Regions from separate parts of the Mus musculus genome. Here region 1 is linked to region 2. A link is a contact called in public HiChIP or PLAC-seq data. All regions are on one chromosome and are shown on one strand. Each heading gives the region's core, a stretch centred on a gene start, on an enhancer-like site or on the middle of the called end of the contact. The rest is flanking DNA. Distances are from core to core; before and after follow the strand shown. Region 1 has its middle 13 kb from the start of Smchd1. Region 2 overlaps Emilin2 (elastin microfibril interfacer 2).

Region 1 (6,706 bases), core at 3,899-6,398, 230 kb after region 2:
TAAATGAAAGACACCGAAGACAGGAAGATGGCTTTGTGGGTAAAGCACTATGCAAGTCTGAGATTCCGATTTTGAATCTCCAGAACCCACATAACCCTGGACCCAGAGCACCTGTTGTCCCCGTACCGCTGTGGGGAAGATGGGATTCCCTAGATTGGTGTACACAGCAGGAAAAGGAAAACCCACAGACCCTCTCTCAAACAAGATGGAAGGCGAGGGTGACATGTAAAGTTTCCTTGACCTCCACTTGTACTCAATTACACAAGCCTGCCTTTGAGTACACCAATGCATGCACACACAAAGTGAACACTAATATAAATTACAATTTTGGTGGTGATGAGATGCAGGTGGTGGCTCCCCAGTTGTAACAAATGTATCATTCTAGCAGAGGACAGCACACGGGGAGGCTCCCCAATTGTAACGAATGTATTGTTCTGGTAAAGGATAGGAACCATGGGGAGGCAAAAACTGGCAGGATGGGAGGAGCATCAAACTTCTTTTCAATTTTGTTGCAGACCAGAAACTTAATTAAGAAAATAAAAATCTTATTTGATCGACTGAGGCAGGTTCTCTTGTAACCCAGTCTGGACTCAACTCAACATGTAATGAGGATGGCCGCCAACCCCTGATCCTCCTGCCTCCATCTCCGGATTTACAGGATTACAGGGGTGAGCCTTCATGCCCATTTTTCTTTGAACAAATATATATTGACGTGTGAGGGTCTTCATGTCCTGCCTGTCAGTATTAATGCTTGCCTGAGTTAGCATTGCCTGGGTGCTGTAGGATGAGAAGAGCGAGCGACATGAGACCTTCCTCTTGTTTCACATTACAATAAGGTTAATGCTTCTCAGAACTGGGGTTTTCTTTTGAAATTCAACCAGTTTTACTTTTGGGTTTAATAAACTATTGCTAGCTGAGGCCAATTTTACTTGGTAGGAGAGCTGTCAGAGTGAGGGGAGGTGCCCAGCCGGGTTTAAACCCTTTTTAAAGAACAATAGAACATTTGACAGTCTGAGCACTCTGTAGCTTACGCTCCTCATCTCTCAGGTAGCTGCACTCATCCGCACATTATTTCAGATGCTGTCCCATGGCAGCAGAAAGAAAGCAGTACCCCTCTGCGGTCTGAGTTGTTTCTCGTCTAGGTTTCGGTTTCCTAAAAGAGAAGTCCTGCTTTCTGTGAAAACAAGCTGGTTCTCACAGGACTGTGGCAGTGAATACAGCATCTCCGGAAGCCAAATACACAATACCTGTGCACGTCATTTAGTTACGCATGGCTACAGGAAATATGAGAGGTGAACAGTCTCCTTTCCGGCATTCCTCAAAGACTGTACGTTTTATTAGAGTTAAATGAGCCCACACCGAGTGGAGCTTTGCCAAGCTCAGGCCAGTTCCCCTTTTAGCCATCCTCTAGCTTGAAGTGACTGCAGCTCTTCTAAGCGCCCCTCGACTGACTGTCTCCTTGGACTTAGCTCCTAACACTTCTGAAAGGTGATCTCAGTTAGGCTTTTCTAGAGGACATGGTTACAAGAGAGCCAACCATCTCCATCCTTGGTAACACACAGAAAGGCCCACCTGGAAAGGCAAGCTACCCAGAAAAAAGCAGAGCTACTCTGAGTTTTTATGCTTCCCCCAAGCCCCTTTCGGTTTTAGAACAACTGTTTCCTGCTTCGACAGCAGCTGGGTGTGTCCCTCCTCCTGTTTGTGAACTCAACCTAAAAAAAGAGAAAAAAAGAAACAGTTGACCTTAAATAGCATATTGTTTCAGCTTTGCAAGTCTAAAACCTAAATGCTGCTTCCGACTCAAAGCTGCATTCCTTAACGTTCATTGCTTCAAAACCAAGTACAGAATGAAGAGAGGATAGAGGGCTCTTAAAGGTGTAATTGTCTTGCTCTCTCCCCTTTGCCCCCCAAGCCTCTAAATTTCTCCCAGAAGAGAGCTGTGAAGTGTGAAACAGCCAGAGGGGGTGGGAGGAAAACTTTGCCTTAGATGTTTAACAGCTCTGGACGTCATCAGGCGCCACACAAGTCAGAGCTCCCAGTTCCCTCTGCCCTGCATGCATTTTTCATGGAGTGCCGCTTCCGGAGCTACAGCCCCACTTGGCTTTTCTGTAGCTCTTTAGCCCACATGACCATGCCCCCAAACAGCACCCTGGACTCTAACCAGGACTGAGAAAACTTTGTTTTTTGTTTTTTTTGGTTTTTTTGTTGTTTTGTTTTTTCAAGCCAGGGTTTCTCTGTGTAGTCCTGGCTGTCCTGGAACTCACTTTGTAGACCAAGCTGGCCTCGAACTCAGAAATCCACCTGCCTCTGCCTTCCAAGTGCTGGGATTAAAGGCGTGTGCCACCACTGCTCGGTGAGAAAACTTTGATAATGGTGATAAATGCTGTTTTCCTTTGGGCATGGAAGCATGATTCTAACCAAACATAATGAAGGCTAGTCTGCATTTGTACCAAAATGACTAGTTCCTTGGTTGGTCAATTTGCAGGAGACCTTATAACAAGGCCTTCTTCTCTTGACCTTATTAAGATATTCCTTCATCAGTTATTCATAAGTTCAATGACAAATATGGTTTGGTATATGGTCTTTCCTATGGCTACTGAGGTTTATTTATTTTAAATTAATTTTTAAAAGGTTTATTTTATGTGCATTGGTGTTTTGCCTGTGTATGTGAGTGTGAGGGTGCCAGATCCGTTGGAACTGGAGTTACAGACAGTGGTAAACTACATGTAGGTTGGGAACCCAGGTTCCCTGGAAAACACACCAGTGCTCTTAACCACTGAGCCATCTCTCCAGTCTCCAATTTTCATTAATTTTTATTTGTGTGTGTGTGTGCTGTGTGTGTGTGTGTGTGTTTTGTATGCACACATGTAGGTATGCATGTAGGTGTCCATAGAGGCCAGAGGAGGGATTTGTATTCACTGGGGCTGAAGTTACAAGCAGTTGTGAAAACTCCCTGTATGTTTGCTCTTAACTTGAGCCAGCTTTCCATACCATTTTATTAGTTTGTTTGGTTTTGGTTTTTCAAGATAAGATTTCTCTGTATAGCCCTAGTTGTCCAGAAACTAGTTCTACTAAGGCTGGCCTTGAACTCACAGAGATCTGCCTGCCTCTACCTCCCAAGTGCTATGTATGTATGTATGTATGTATGTATGTATGTATTGAAGTGAAATTTTACTGCATTGCTCTAGTTGTTCTTAAACGTCTGAATTTAAACCGAGTAATCCTGTGCTTCCCAAGTTTGGGCTAGAGATGAGCTAGCTTTGAAGCGGTCTTGATTATTAGATGTCTTCTACTTGATTAAATCCCCCAGTTCCTTCTCTTCTTCTCTTTTACCACCACCCCCCCCCACCTTTTTTAATCCTTATTTGGCCCAGGCAGGCTTCAAATTAACCATGTAGCCCAGATTACCATTGAATTCATTGCCCTTATAGTGCTGAGACTTCAGGTGGATGCAACCATACCTAATATCTTAGTTACTTTTCTATTGCTGTGATAAGGCACCAAGAACAAGGCAACTGTAGAAGAAAATGTTTGATTTGGGGCTTAAATTTTCAGGGGACGAGTCAGTCCATGACTATCATGGCAGGGAACATGGAAACAGGTAGGCAAGACTGGCACTGGAGCAGTAGCTGAGAGCTCACATCTTGAGACACAACTGGGAATCATGTGAGCTTTTGAAACTTCAAAGCCCACATCCAGTAATACACCTCCTAATTCTTCTCAGTCAGTTCCGCCAATGGCGTGTGTGTGTGTGTGTGTGTGTGTGCGTGCGTGCGTGTGTGCCTGTCTGTGTGCGTGTGTGTGTGTGTGCGTGTGTGCGTGTGTGTATGTGCGTGTGTGCGCGCGCATGCGTGTGTGTGTGTGTGTGTGTGTGTGTGTGTGTGCAAAATGTTCAAGTATATGAGCCTTTGGGGGCAGGCTCATTCTCATTCAAACCATCACACCCATCTTATGGGTGTTGGGGATCAAACAGGGTTTCAAGCATGCCAGGCAAGTACTCTATAACTAGGCCACACCCCTATCCCCTAGTCCCTTTCTTTGCCATGGATGGAAATTTTCTTCTAGACATCCCATCTGTAGTTTTTAGTCTATGATTCACCTCCCAATAACCCCGCAGGTTGTGAGCTTCTGGACTTGTTTTGTTTTTTGTTAAGATTTATTTATTTATTTTATGTATATGAGTATACCATTGCTCTCTTCAGACACACCAGAAGAGGGCATCAGATCCCATTACAGATGGTTGTGAGCCACCATGTGGTTGCTGGGAATCGAACTCAGGACCTCTGGAAGAGCAGTCGGTGCTCTTAACTGCTGAGCCATCTCTCCAGCCCCCTGGACTTGTTTTATCTATGACTTGCTCCCACCCCCTACTCCCTGTTTGGCCCCTTCCATCCCTGTGTCACCTGGTATGCCAGGATTAGCCATTTCCCCTTCTCTTAGTCAACTCCAGGTCTAGCCTAACTCAATCCAACATCTTTTCCTTCTCTCCTGAAAATTAAACATTCAAGAGAACACTTTTCTGCATTTCTTTCATGATGGAAAGAATGAAGGTGTTGGGGAAGAAATGATCTGGAATTCTTTTCCTGTCTTCTAAACTTGAACTTACTCCTGAATGCCGTGTGGCAGAAGCTAAGTCACCTCGTGATAAAAACAGTAGGAAGGCACCAGGTATAGCCTACATGGCCATTGTCACTCTAGTGACATACTTCCACCAACCAGGTGTCACCTAAAGCTTCCATCACCTTCCCACACAGCACCATCAGCTGGGGACCAAGCATTCAACACATGATCCTCCAAGGGGACATTTCACATTCAAAGCCGACGCACTCCAAAGATGCTGAATAAACCAGGTTTGGTGTTATATGCCTGTGATCCCAGCAGTCTGGAGGAGGAGGTAGGAGGCAATTCAGGGTCTGAGTGTACTACGAGAAGATACTTTTCTACCTGTGACGCTGAAGAGACACCGTAACCATGGTAACCCTTATAGAGAAAAACATTTAATTGGGCCTGGCTGAGTTTCAGAGGTTGAGTCCATTATCATCATGACAGGAAGCATGACAGCATCCAGGCAGACACGGCTCTGGAAAAGGAACTGAGAGTTCTACAACTTGATCTCCACAAAGCAGAAGTAGACTGTCTGCCACACTGGGTGTAGTTTGGGCATAGGGAAACCTCAAAGCCTGCTCCCAGAGTGACACACTTCCTCCAACAAGGCCATACCTACTCCCACAAGGCCATGCCTGCTGATAGTGCCACTCCCTGTAGGCCGAGCATTCAAAGACATGAGTCTACGGGGGCCATACCTATTCAAATCACCACAGTAATAAAGGATTTGTTTTCCTAATAAAGGATTCGTTCATCCCTCTGGTAGCACACTGCTGTTTGAGTCTTTTGTGTGCATGTTTGTGTTCATGCACGTGTGTGCAGGCACATGGAGGTCAGAGGCCCACTGGAGGTATCTTCCTTTATCTCTCTTCATCAGATTTTCTGAAACAGGGTTTCTCCTGGATCTGTCGCTCACAGATGAGCTATGTGGACTAGCCAATCAGCTCCAGGATCCACTTGTCTGTCCAAACCCCCAGCACTGGGGTTAGAGACACCCCACCATGCCTGGCTTTTTATGAGGGTGCTAGGGATCTGAACTCAGGTCGTCGTGCCTACACAACAAATATTTTACACATCTGCTTAATCTCCTGTGGTTTGTATTTTCTTGATTTGTTTTGCTTTTTGAGATAGGGTCTCACTATATAGTCCAGGCTGGACTGAAACTGGGGGATATCCTCCTGTACCAGCCTTTGGGGTGCTGGAATCACAGATATGTACAACTGGCTATATTCTTTTTAAAGATAGAGAACCCCCAATGTTCTCCAAGATGGCCTTGTTTTTAAAAAAAAAGTTTTATTTTTGTGTGTATGAATGTTTGCACTGCATTTATGTAAGTGTACCATGTGTGCACAGTGCCTGTGGAGACCTAAAGTCGGTGTCAGATCCCGTGGAACTGCAGTTACAGATGGTTGTGAGTCACCATGGGAAGGCTGTGAACTGAACCAGAGTTCTCTGCAAGAGGAGCCAGTGCCCTTAACCACTGAGCTCTCTCTCCAGCCCCATGAGGTGGCCTCTTTGGCTCCTGAACAGGCTGTGTTTTCGTCCTTTCTCAGGAGAGATCACCTAACTCTTCCCTTCCCTCAATGAGCCGTTACAGGCTACTTTCTCTAGTTGTATTTTAACCCTGCTAGGCTCTAGTGGGTGAAGTGGCTTGCTTTAAAGCTTATCTCTCTCTTTCATTCCGAGGCTGGAGAGTCTATGAAGGATAAGCAGCTCCAGGGTTACAGACTTTCACAGCCTTGGCACATCCTGTTCTCCACCCACCCACTCACCCAACCACCCATCCACCCACCGACCCACACACTCAGCCATTTTACCAGCCCACATTTACTCTTATCTTCCTGTCCCATGACACCGTACCCTGGGTTAGTGTTATGTTCCTTGGCGACGTGAGAGCTAAAGTTGCATAACATTTAGTTTCTTTTGCTTTGTTCATGTCACCATTTTGCTCAATTCAGCTTCTTGGACAAGGGTTTGATTTCTAGAATACTTGGCAGAACTGCTTTGCTCCTTCCACTGCTACGTGGTTTCTGGAGATCAAACTCAGGTTACCAGACTTGGAGAGCAGCACCTTTGACCCACTGAACCAGCTCACTAGCCC
Region 2 (7,283 bases), core at 1,186-3,685:
AACATTCATAGAGAAAGCATGCTTGATGGCCGCTAGGGGGCGGATGGAGGAGAGGGGGCTGGGGTGTGACGGGTCATAGCTGGCAAAAAAAAAAAAAAATAATAATAACCATTAAGAATTGAGCGGCAGTTCCAAAAGTATAGTGAGGCCATGTGCTGCCCTCCCACGCTGCAGCCCAAGAATTAGAGGTCTGGTGGCAATCCACTGCCCAGCTTAGGTTCTCCCCAGCCTCCGTGGAGCCAGACAGAATTCCACTGTAGATACTCACCAGTGTTGGGGTTGTATACATCCCCATCGTTCACCAGCACCTTATTGAAGAGAACAACGCCTCCATCGCTGGGAAAAGGCTTCTGGGTAAGACCGGCTGAAAAGGACACCAGAGTGGGCAGCGGCACCCCTAGGGCAGAGAGAAGCCAGAGCATGTGGACCTGCCTATCTTCTGAAAGTCCAGAGACTCCCCTTGGCAGACCAAGGGCTAGTACAGAGAAACTGGACAAATGTGTGAGACACACAAACTGCATACGAAAGCCTCAAAGGGATTGTCTGCGTAGTGTGCCTGCACGCACATGTGCGAGTGCGTGTGTGTGTGTGTGTGTGTGTGTGTGTGTGTGTGTGAGAGAGAGAGAGAGAGAGACAGAGACAGAGAGACAGAGAGAGAGAGAGAGAGAGAGAATGAGAATGGAAGGTGAGGTTGCTGTGCACTGAGAGAGAGAGAGAGAGAGAGAGAGAGAGAGAGAGAGAGAGAGAGAGAGGAGAGAGAGAGAATGAGAATGGAAGGTGAGGCTGCTGTGTGCTGCCTAACTGCATCCATCAGGAGCTGATGCTGGGCCCATAGAGAATCATCTAGGGAGCTGCTGGCTTGTAAGCCAGTAAAACTCATCAGGACCACACAGGGTACAGCCCACCCAGCCTCCCCTTGGGAAACATGAACAGAGACCATGTAGGAGGGAGAATTCCTGCCTCTGAGTCTCTCTAGGGGTTCAGTCCACAGAGACCAAGACCAGGGTGTCTGCTAGGTGTGGAAGGGCCTAGGCTCCAGGCTGTCTACCCATGTCAGCAGCCCCAAGGGAGGAGACAGGAAATGCAGGGCTGAGACCACCAAGGAGAGCAGGGATCCGCATAGACATACCTGGGGTGGTTACAGGAGGTGACTTGGGGTAGCCTGAAAACAAAGAGAGTGGAATGTCAAGTCCTGCACAGATATTTTCCAGACCTCTTTCTCCCTTCCGGGATGGCTGTAGTCCCCAATTCTGGCTATGTCAACCTCACTATTCTCACCCTTCCCTGGGTTTTGTGCTCCTGATACCCACATGTCAAATAAGCAAAAAAGAGGCTCCTCTGAACTCTCGTGCCCTTCGGAAGCTACCTTCCTGAACTTTGTCCCCCAAAGGTGGAACTCCGGACCCACAGAACACACCAACGGGCAAGGCTAGAACAGTCTGCCATCATGTGTCATCTGCAGGGCAGACTTACCTGGTGCCCCTGCATAGCCTTCCGAGCTATGAATGGGCCCCTGCCCCATCTGGCCATCCACTCCCCGAGGCAGGCCCCTTCCGGACACGCCCATCCTGCCTGGAGGCCCCGCCTCTCCAGTCTCCATGATGACGCCACTAGAGCCAGGCAAGAAGGGCAACCCCGTGCGACCAGGCCAGGCAGGCAAAGGTGGTGGCTGCAGGGGCCTCTGGGGCAATACTGGCTGCTGGCCTGTCTGTGGTGGTCCTGCAGGGTCTTCTGGCAGTGGGGTCAGCCGGGGTGGTTCAGTGGGGGCCTCCTCTGAAGGTCTGGTGGATTCTAGGGGAGTCTTCCCAGACGGTCCCTCGGTTGCTTCTGAGGGTTCCTCTGCTAGAAGTGAGAAAGAAAACAATGTTCAAATGTCTCCAGGTCCCCTGTGTAAGGCTTCCATGACCTTTGATCAGTGTCACTTGGTCGACTACAAATGGCTGTGCCTGTGTAGCTGAGGCGCTCTCTCCAATGGGACATAAACAGTACTAGAGCCTGGGACAGTTTGCCTGGCATCTTCTGAAGGAACTCCAGCCAAGCTGCCACTGACTACCCACGGAGAGCTGGGAAGACAGCAGGGGCCACCTCGAGGTAGATGGCAACACTCCAAAACAGTGCGATTCAGGCTCCAATACACGTGTCCTTTCAACGCATACTCTTGTCATGGATGAGTCACATTACCACGAGGCTAATGCCACCACTACTACAACCTCTAAAGCAAGCTAGCCTCAGCGTCAGGCCACTGGCCTCACCGCTGGCTTGTGAAGAAGGGCTGTCATGAAGACCCCTTGACTTCCCCATCAGGTGTCAGGAACCTTGGTTGCCCCTACAAAGACCCCAAAGAAACACCACACTTTCAGATCACCAGTGGAGCAATCTCCTGTTTCGGGTGTTTCTGCCTGTCTGAGGTGGCCACCACAGTGACTCAGCCAAGAGCTGCCACCCTTTCCTTCCTCTGAATACATTCCTGGAACTAGCATTCTAAAGACCCCTTGCTACGTGCTCACAAGACATCTGAAAACATACTGCTCGCGAATGCAGAGAGCACCTTCCTCTTTCATTAGTCTGGTGCCTCATATGTCCCAGGACATAGAGCTGGACCATGTGAGGCTCCATCAGCCACTGCATTTTGGCCCACTGTCTAGAGTTGCTTTAAAGTTCTATAAAATATATATTGTACATGAAATACGTGCCCTCCTTCCACCCAAGAGCCGATGATCAAAACGTCCTCCCGAAAAGTTATTTCTCAGCCGTTTTCTGATCAATTTTCAGAATAGGCTCCACAGAAAATAATTCCAGTAGTCTCCATGTCAGTTCTCCTAAGGGAAACATCTGGATGACCCCGATGTGGGTGCAGGCAGTAAGCAGATGTGATGGAATGAGCAAGGCAGGAGGGTCACAGGTTCTAGGCCAGCCTGTGCCTGCATTCCACAGAAACAAGGGATGAAGCCATGAAAACAGAGTTGAGGGTCTTTCACAGGACAAAGGTTAAAGGTTATCCTGGAATGTGGGGAAGACAGAGATGGAAAGCCCTGTGCCTGCAGGCACGTCCAGAGAAAGACCAGCCCAGGGCTACCAGGAAGCAAGGAAGTTCCAGAAGAAAATGTGCTAATATTTTAAACACAGAACTGAAAAGAACTTGGATATATTTTATAATATAGAAAATTATGTTGAGGGGCTGTTGGCAGTTGATGGCACAGTTTCCTCACATATGAAATCTATTTCCATTTTTTCCTATATGTGATGTGCATGGATGCATCCTCTGTATGTGGTACCTTTGTGTAAACAAAGTAGAAGCTGGAGGTTAATATTGAACCAGCCTCAGTGGCTCCCCATTCCTCGCGGGGGCAGGTTCTCTCGATCAAACTTTGTGCACACTGATAGAGCTCGTCTTGCTAGCCAGCTTGCTCTGGGGATAGATATCCTGTCTCTACCATCTGAGGCTAGAATTACAGGCATTTATAAGAGTTCTGGGTCTTCACTAGTCTTTGCCCATACTTGGCACTTCTGAGCCTTTTCCTCAACCCCTTGTGAATATGGACTTTTTTTTTTCCCCTGAAAGGTCATAAGCCAATTGTGGTGGTGCCTGCCTTTAACTCCAGCACTCAAGAGGGAGAGGCAGGAGGACCTCTGTGAGTTCAAGGCCTGCCTGGTGAACAGTCAGGTTTAGGCAACATGGTGAGACCCTATCTCAAAAACAGAAACAGGATGTGAAATCAGGAGGGGAGAGACTTTTCTGGGAAATGGGTAAGATGGGAGAGAGAAGAAATGAAGGAGGTGGGTTTCTTAAAGGCACAGAGCATTTTGGAAGATGGCTCCATGGGTAATGTGTTTTGCCAAGCAAGCATGAGAACCTGAGCCCTACCCCTAGTGCCTCCGTGAAAAGCCAGTTACGCAGGCACTCACTTGATACGTGTGTGCATTCATGTGGACAAACACTCATATACCTAAAATAAAAATCTTAGGGCTGGAATGATGGTTCGGCGTTGCAAACACTGGCTACTCTGGAAGACCCAAGTGCAATTCCAACATGCACATGACAGCTCACAACTCTGAGTCCCAGGGATTTGATACCTTCTGTCACCTTCAGGCACCGTGTGTGTGTGTGTGTGTGTGTGTGTGTGTGTGTGTGTGTGTGTGTCTGTGTGTGTGTGTGTGCGTGTGTGTGTGTGTATTGTACAGACATCCATGCAGGCAAAACACCCATACACAAAACCATCTTTAAGAAAGGTAGGAAGTGACAAAGACATTTGGCCTTGACCTCCACCCTCGACACGTGAAGGTGTGTACAAGTGTACACATAAAAACCTTAAAACAAGGGAAGAAGGAATGGAGGGTAAGGGGAGGTGAGAGGTCTAAGAGCATTGCGCAGTCATATGAAAATGCCATGGGACATTCTGGATAATTCATATGCACTAGTCAAAAATCTGGTTTTCTACGGCCTATAAACCCAAACCTCACCTCCTCTGCTATCCAGTTCCCACTCCAGCGCTGGTGACAAGCTCTTCCCTGAGTCTCCCTGACTTGGCTTTGCTGTGCTGTGTCTACCCCTGAAACCACCCATTCAGCACCCATCCTTGCTGTCAGTCTGGTTCAAACACCACCTCCTCTGGGAAGCCCTCTGAGATCTGCCCAAAGGGGCTTAAGCAGTCTTGCTTCTGCAGCATGAAGCAGTTTGGACCCTCTGTGATTTCATCTATCGTCCATCTACAGCTGGATGGTGTGCCCACCTTCACCATCTCTGGTCCCCAGGACTTAGCATAGGGCCTGGCATGTGACACGGAGACAGAGGCTGTGATGGTTTCTATGATCCAGCCAGGATACCAGGAACCCTAATTCTATCCCCCCAAACCATTGCCACTCTAGGGATCTACTTGTACTGCTTCAGGGCGCAGAACCATGAGAATTCTAAGTCATTTCTCTCAACACCAGGCTAATCAAGAAATCGAGAACTTAAAATCCCGTTTGAACACAGAAGTCGGGGCTCCAGGGATGAGCAGAGCTGCGGTCAAGCTAGACAACAGTGAGAAGGCTGGGCCTGACTCGGCTTGGGGCCCAGGCCCAGCCTCTCCCTGCTCAACTTGGGCTCCGCCCAGTGTCATAGGGCGTTTCCACAGATTATTTATTACTGAGTCCCAAGCAAGCAGAGCAGCGCTCAGTTCAGTCTAAGGGAGAGATTTCCCCCCGAAGGCACACATCTCTCACCCAGAAAGTGAATCTCTCACCTGAGGAGTGAATGACTGCCAGGCCCAGCTGCCCGGGGTTTGGGAGTGGGGGTGAGGGGGGATGGCCACCAGGAAGAGAGAGGAGTGAGTGAGAAGGAGGAAAAAGGAGGAAGGAGGAAGAGGAAGAGGAAGAGGAAGAGGAGAGGAGAGAATGAGGAGAAAGACAAGAGTAAGGAGGAGGAGGAAGGAGAAGAGAGGAGGAAGAGAGAGGAAAGAGGAGGAGAGAGGAAGAAGGAAGAGAGGAGGGAGGAGGAAGAAGAGGAGGAGGAGGAGGTGGTAGTGGTTGTCTCACTCCCTGGGTGACCCTGCCCTGTCTTCCAAAGCTCTGATTAAGTTTCACTGTGGCATCTCATGCCTATCATCCCAGTACTTGGGAAGCTGAGGCAGGAGGATTGCTATGAGTGTGAGGCCAGTATGAGTCATAATGACCTCCAAGTCAGCTGGAGAATACAGAAGAAAACTATCTCAAACTAAGGGGAGTAGGGGAGCCAGTTAAAAGCCAGTGTCAACTTCACTAAAACAAGACTCCTGCCGAGGCTGGAGTGCTACAGCGGATGTCTCCATCTGAGCTGACCCCCTCCAGCCATCCACAGGAGTTAGGCTTTTACCTGCTGTCTCAGTATCCCAGGGCTAGAGGGGCTGAGTTCCTGGCAGGAGGATGCTGTGTCCCTGGCAGCTAGATGGTGCCTAGTCACAGAAAGACTACATGAAGGCCACCCTCATGGTTACTGTTAAAGTCCGCCTTCCAGGGTTCCCGGTCTGGCTGTGGGAAGCCAGGGAACGCTCCCTAGTGGTCAGCCTCTGCAGTGCCCCCTCCTGTCACCCAGGCAAAATCCAACCTGGTGCTGACTGTAGCAAAGGCATGAATGCCAAATGGGGTCCATCAGAAGACTAGTGGGAATACCTGGTTTCCTTGTGTCTAGCATTTGCTCAAGAACAGGGGGCAAGGGGGGGGGTGCAGAGAGAGTGTTAGCATTTTGTCTAAGCTCCGCCCCATAGTTACCTGGCAATAGCCAGGTGTGCCTGACTCACTATAAAAGAGGCTGCTCATTCCTTCTGCTCTCTCTTGCTCTTGCTTTCTTGCTCTCACCCTGTCCTCTTGCCCCTTCTCCCATCCCATTCCCTTCCACCCTCTCTTTCCACATGCTCATGGCCTTCCTCTGCTTCTCTACTTCTCTACTTTCAACTCCCCTCCCCACGCCCTGAATAAACTGTCTTCTATTCTATAGTTTACTGTTGTGTAGCTGGTCCCTCAGTGGAGAAGGGATGCCTCAGCATGGGCCCTCGGAGGCGCCCCCCTTCCCCCACACCTGACTACACCTCCACCACACATATTCCTCCTCTCCCTTTATCTTTTTATAAAACACAACACAGAGAGAGAGACAGAGAGACAGAGAATCAGAGGGGGGGGACTAACTGGGGAGATGACCCCCTGAATAAGGTGCCTGCAGTGCACGCATGATCACCTGAGTTCAGACCCAGACCCCAGCACCCATCCATGCCAAGCACCTAGGTGCAGGTGCTTTGAGAGGGAGGCAGACACAGCTGCATCCCCTGGAGTGTGTTGAAAAATGGAAAAATAGATTTCCAGGATCAGTGAGAGACTGTCTCAGAAATAAGGAAGAAATACTAGAGAAGCCCATGGTGTTGAGAGCACAGGGTGCCCTTGCAAAGACCCAGACTCAGATTCCAGTACCTATGTCAGGTGGCTCACAACCTCCTGCAACTCCAACCTCAAACCCATGACCCTTGTAGCGTCTGAGCACATCAGCACTCGTGTGCACTCGTTCACATACATACGATCCTTAAAAAGAAAATTAAACAGTTGAGGTGGCAATGGCTGAGGAAGTCGCCGAGCTTGACCTCTGACCTCCACATGCACATATATACACCACATACAAAATCACACACACACAAAACCATGTTCCACATTTCTGTGTTAGGCCACAGTTGTAGCTATTCTTAGCTAACCACATACGGGTCATGGATTGGACTGCCTGAGCAAAGGATATACCTTCCGGCCATGTACAAAAGCCAGAGAATCTACATATGAACCCA

What was found. HiChIP or PLAC-seq counts read pairs in DNA pulled down with a chosen protein or histone mark.
Region 1: an H3K27ac HiChIP or PLAC-seq map of the HPC-7 cell line shows a contact between it and region 2, with 10 times the contacts expected there. The contact joins two enhancer-like sites. A contact is called at or near these places in 6 of 39 promoter capture datasets (the 3T3-L1 cell line, the HPC-7 cell line, hematopoietic stem and progenitor cells and 2 more), 4 of 484 Hi-C or Micro-C datasets (brown adipocytes, granulocyte-monocyte progenitors and nephron progenitors), 4 of 115 datasets of contacts at active chromatin or transcription factors (the HPC-7 cell line, effector CD8 T cells, fetal liver and 1 more) and 1 of 9 other capture datasets (liver).

Annotation. Positions count from the first base shown.
Region 1 is chr17:71,484,748-71,491,453 of GRCm38.p6, forward strand. No RefSeq gene overlaps it. Among named protein-coding and RNA genes, the nearest start is that of Smchd1, 13 kb to the left of the region's middle. Within about 2 kb of position 5,149, at least 57 of the 459 cell types and tissues checked have an H3K27ac peak or open chromatin away from gene starts, as enhancers often do. A contact at or near this core is called in the HPC-7 cell line, granulocyte-monocyte progenitors and hematopoietic stem and progenitor cells, where this site is marked.
Region 2 is chr17:71,254,851-71,262,133 of GRCm38.p6, forward strand. Emilin2 (elastin microfibril interfacer 2) reads right to left here. Exons shown (of 8, transcript NM_145158.4): 5 at 1,474-1,842; 6 at 1,130-1,162; 7 at 269-397. Among named protein-coding and RNA genes, the nearest start is that of Emilin2, 53 kb to the right of the region's middle. Within about 2 kb of position 2,436, at least 106 of the 459 cell types and tissues checked have an H3K27ac peak or open chromatin away from gene starts, as enhancers often do. A contact at or near this core is called in the HPC-7 cell line, granulocyte-monocyte progenitors and hematopoietic stem and progenitor cells, where this site is marked.